2 separate regions of the Hordeum vulgare genome follow, and region 2 is linked to region 1. The links are chromatin contacts, called in public Hi-C maps. All regions are on one chromosome and are shown on one strand. Each heading gives the region's core, a stretch centred on a gene start, on an enhancer-like site or on the middle of the called end of the contact. The rest is flanking DNA. Distances are from core to core; before and after follow the strand shown. Region 1 holds the start of LOC123452956 (ethylene-responsive transcription factor 1-like). Region 2 has its middle 15 kb from the start of LOC123452963.

Region 1 (2,537 bases), core at 15-2,514:
TAGTTTTGAAGAAAGTTCTCAGATTCGAAAAAGTCCACAAGTTTAATAAAAAGTTTCATGGATTAAAAAAACAAATTGTAAAAATTTCGCGCCTTAAAATAAAAAAGTAGAAAAAAAGAAAAGAAACAAATTGAAAAAATATGGCTTCAAAAATGAATTAAAAATTCATGCCTTATAAAAAAAAATTGAAAAAATTCAATACATCGTATACATTTTTCTAAATGTCCCAAACATTATTTTGAAATGCGTGAACATTTTTCAAATGCAACGTACATTCTTTTCTTGTTACTGTTTATTTTCTCTTATATTATACAAAGTTTATTGTGTATTGCTAAACTGTTTATTGCATATTTAGGAAATGTTTTGCATGCCGCACGGCGTGAATAATTTGCGCCCTGCATGAACTATTTGAAAAAGATTAAAAAATTTAAGAAAAAAGGAAGAAAAAGGAAGCCACCCATGCATTATTTTTTTAACGAAATGAAACTTAAGTGCGCCCTTTTTTTAACGGAAAAATTAAAATGGGTCGGTTCTCGAGATAAATTCCAGTTGACAGAAGGTGAGGGTTCGATTTAGACCGGGATTGCATAGTTCAGGGTGCAATCGACCGGGATTTTGACTCGGGGGTTCATTCCGCCTGACAGATACAAGTTTAATGTTTAAATTAGACTTTTTGCTGTCTCACACGCTATGCCACATATGGGATACCACCTATGCTTCAGACGACGATACTTAACCATGGGTGAGGCCCGACCTGGCTCACGACGCCACGCTATCAAGCAGCGTAGCGCGTGTGAGAAAGACGCTATGACATAGGGCATAGCACCGACGCGTTGGACGCTACCTGAAAATGTTAGTTGAGTGAGATAGTTTCCAAGAGAGTTTATTTTGTGAATTTGTTACATTTTGGGATTATTTTTGTCCATTTTGCCTCAAACTTGCGCATCTAGTCTTAGTCCACATGGTTTATCCCAAATTCCCGATAACCATTTGAGAGAACCTCCAAGTGGTCGTTCTTATCCTCCTCGGCAACGCAAGGAGCCAGTAGTCCACCCCACGAATTTGAATTTCGCCTCCCCACATTTCTTTCTTTGTTCCGAGGTAAGCCCCAGCCCTCGAGAATATCCACGCGCTCCCTTTGATCCGTGCCGCGATACTACTTCCCAGGGCCAGGGCCAGGGCCAGGAGCCCAGGACCAGAAGAAATGAAAACGGGAAATCCCGATACTGCCCCTCAACCGACCCGTGCTCCGCCCCCACCCATTTCCCCCCTTTTAGCCCCCGCCTCCTCCGCCACTCGTCCTCCGGCTTCCACCGCAACCCCACAACCGCACGCCACCAACACCCGCCGCATCCGCCCCGCCCCGCCCCGCCCCACCGACGGACGAAACCCTAACCCTAGCCTCCCCTCCCCCTTCCCCTTCCCGCCGCCGCCGCCCATGGCGGGGCGCCGAGGCTGAGCGCCCCCGATCGCGCGCGAGGATGGATTGAGCCGAGACACGAGGCATGGGGCCCAACCCTAGCCTGGACATGCTGGCCGCCGCGGCGGCGGCGGAGGCGGCGCCGCCGCCCAGGGGCCGCGTGGTGCGGATCATCGTGCACGACGCCGACGCCACCGACTCCTCCTCCAGCGAGGACGAGGCCGCGCCGCCGCCGCTGCTTGCCATGCCGACGACCAAGGAGGAGCGCCGGAGGGACCGCAAGAAGCGCCGCCGCGTGATGGAGGCCGGGAGGAGGGAGGACTCGCGCCCGCCGCAGGCCGGGGGGAGGACCCCCTCGGTGCGGTACCGCGGCGTGCGCCAGCGCCGGTGGGGCAAGTTCGCCTCGGAGATCCGCGACCCGATCCAGGGCCGCCGCCTCTGGCTCGGCACCTTCGACACCGCCGAGGAGGCCGCCGCCGCCTACGACGCCGCCAAGATCCGCATCAGCGGGAGCCGCCGCCCGCCCGACGCCACCACCACCACCACCACCACCGGCTGCTTCCCTTTCCCGTTCCCGCCGCCAGAGCCTCCCAAGCCCACCGTCCTGCGCCTTCCCATGCCACATCCTGCCAAGCCAACCGTCCTGCGTCTTCCCATGTCACAGACTGCCAAGCCGATTGTCTCGCCGCCGCCGCCCCCTTCGCCTGAGCCTGTCAAGCCGGCCATCTCGCCGCCTCCTCTGCCAGCTAAGCCGTTCGCCCTCCCGTTGAAGCTGAGGCTGAAGCTTTCCTTCAATCCACAGGTCAAGGACAAGGGTTGGGGCTGGTGCTCTGCAGGCGATGTCAAGGAGGAGGAGGACGTGGGCTGTGATGGCGAGGCAAAGGTTGGGGATGTGATTAGTGCAGGAGAGGTCAAGGTGGAGGATGGGGGCTGTGCAGAGGAGGCGAAGGAGGTCGGTGGTAACTCTGAGATCCAGGCGGTCAAGCCAATGTGGGCGATGATCACCGGGAAGCGAAAGAAGCGGTCAGGGTGCGGCACCCGTGTTGGCGCCCTCCACGCCTCCTCCGTCTGCGTCGAGGAAGTTGGCGGGACCTGAGGGAGGTTCCAACTATCCGTA
Region 2 (2,537 bases), core at 17-2,516, 270 kb before region 1:
TAAAAATGCGCAACGTATGTGAACTAAATTAGTGACCTCCCTCATTGAGGTACGCCGGTGTAACTTCCGCACCAACCAGCGGAATTAGATAATGTTCATCTTTTCTTTATTTTTTATTCTTACTTTTCCATTTTTCTTTTCTCTTTTTCCTTTTTTTTTCTTCTTCATGGTTCTACGAATTGTTTGCAAATACCTGAATTGTTTCTTCAAAATGATGAACTTTTTTAAAATTGATGGACATTTTTAAGATTCCATGAAGTTTTTTCAATATCGACAAACTTTTTATAATTTTGATGATTTTTTTTCAGTTTGTATGAACTTTATTAAAATTGTTGATTTTTTGCAAAATCAAGAACTTTTTTCAAAATCCATGAAATTTTCTGAATTCATGATTTTTCCTTTTTTTTAATGATTTGTTCGTTCTTTTTCCGAATGCAATTGAGCGAAACCAGAGAAAATAAAATGTGCTCGATCTCGCTCTACACGGGGCGGCCGGCCGACCAGGATTGCCGTAATTTGGACCGCCTCTTCACAGGCGATGAAATTACAGCGGGAAGGTCCATCCCTTCCGCTTCTTCTCCTAGTGTGATGACTGATCTGATTCCAGTAAACGGACACTTCTCTAGAGAGAAAGAGAGAGAAAATGAATCAAATTGTTCGTCTTCCTTCTAACAGCATGCCTGCTCGGCACAACAACGGCGATTGCTTGGCTCCGCGTCTTTTTACGGGCGAAATCGTGCTCTAGTCGAAGACCACGATTGTCGGCATCTTGTTTTCTGTATTGCGTTTCCTCGACAATTGGTATGATATATATATGTGTATAATTTACTGAAAAGGACTCGAAAGCCGGGACAAAAAGCGTGCAGAAATGATCGAGACGGCAGATTACAAGTGGCGCCACAGCACATCATGATGCTCCACACATGAACTCCGCCAGACCAGACGCCAGTGAGCTGAGCTCAAGTGCTTAATTAACCAAAGCAGCAGCTCGCTCTCTTAGGAATAGCTATCTCTGCTAGCTACGATATATAGGAATGCCAATAGCAATAGTGGGAGATACACACGGCGTGACGCGCGCAGGGCGCAACAAGTCGTTGTTGACGCCGCACTCTCACCTCACCTCACCTCACCTTAGTCGCAACACTGGGAAGCAATGAAAAGTACAAGTGAGGTGCGTGCGTGACACACACGATCTCTGCCTACGCCCTGTGCAAGATACGCCGGTGAACCGGTGAAGGACAGCGACCTCCCACCACACCGCAGCTTGTTTAACCCACAAGCTTCCTCTCCACTACGTATATCACTACATGTGTACACAACATATACATACATACATACATACATACATACATACATACATACATACATACATACATACATACATACATACATACTGCATGACCTACTATTTGAGACCCATGAAAAGCCATCGAGAGCAAGGCTCTATGTGGAGCATGGAAAATTCCTCATTCTCAGTCATGTAGGAAACTGAACCACCTCTCCTGAAACTCACAGGTTCCAAACGAGCTCCAAATTATGAAGAATGAGACATAGGTTCTGATTACAAAATTAGTGACATAGCTAGAAAGCGGTGAATATGTTAACATTGTGATAAGGATAAGATAAGAGGAGCACAACAGAAAGCTAGCTAGCTAAAGACACATGGTGACAAGGCCAACGATAGGGGTAGCAAGCAAAAGAGACATCCACATATTCATTTGGCAGGGACCCTTGTCTGATTCAATGGAGCTTCTAGCTATTGCTTCTCCTTTCCTGTGATTGAAAGCTGGTGCAATTGCCATCGTGTTGTTTTGTTCATAAAGAACAAAATTAAAAAGCAAATCATAACTAGCTAACTTTGTACTATGGGACAGGAGGAGGAGGAGCACAATTATTGGAAGTGATGCGATCATGCTCGGTCCCATATGCATTGGTTCTTGATCCATCTTGGTCACTCACTCACTCACTCACAAGTCACAACTCTTTTGTGGCTGATAGATGTGCTAGCTGATGCGATTTTTCTGTCGCCCTTTTCGAATTTTGGTCTACTATTACTTCCTAAATAAGCTCTAGCAAGGACTTAAGATAAGAGTGATTACCTAACCTACCTAGCCTACATACATTAGCTACCATCACGTGTGTATGTATACACATGTGGCCATTCATTAGCAATACTGCTAGCTAGCCTGCTAGTACTACGGCGCATCCCAAAAAGGATCCTTGTAACCAACCAAATTCCCACTGGCCGGGTGGCTGGATTTCATCAATAATTTGGACGTACTTTAGCTAAAACACGCTACATTGGACTTTTAAAGGCAATCCACGTGAATAGGCCATTACCTTGTTGTTTATGGTTTGTAGGGGTGTGGATTGATTCGGTGGTCGCTGTGCAAGCGTTAGGTAAAGCTAGCTTAGACTTTCACTCATTGCAAACACTAATTTAACTACTCCTTTGACTTTTCATGGCAACCCAAGTGACGTTCTAATTAAACGACAATTGAAGCCTGGGACAGGCAATTCGGGATGACATAATTATT

The links. A called contact is a pair of places that touch in the nucleus more often than the background predicts.
Region 2: a contact with region 1 is called in a Hi-C map of seedling, with 3 times the contacts expected there. The contact joins the enhancer-like site here to the promoter of LOC123452956 in region 1. A contact is called at or near these places in 3 of 6 Hi-C or Micro-C datasets (leaf and seedling).

What each region holds. Positions count from the first base shown.
Region 1 is chr5H:559,553,199-559,555,735 of MorexV3_pseudomolecules_assembly, reverse strand. LOC123452956 (ethylene-responsive transcription factor 1-like) reads left to right here and starts at 1,264. Exons shown (of 1, transcript XM_045129703.1): 1 at 1,264-2,537. The coding sequence starts at 1,506. The coding sequence ends at 2,516.
Region 2 is chr5H:559,820,005-559,822,541 of MorexV3_pseudomolecules_assembly, reverse strand. No RefSeq gene overlaps it. Among protein-coding and RNA genes, the nearest start is that of LOC123452963, 15 kb to the left of the region's middle. Within about 2 kb of position 1,266, at least 3 of the 3 cell types and tissues checked have open chromatin away from gene starts, as enhancers often do. A contact at or near this core is called in leaf and seedling, where this site is marked.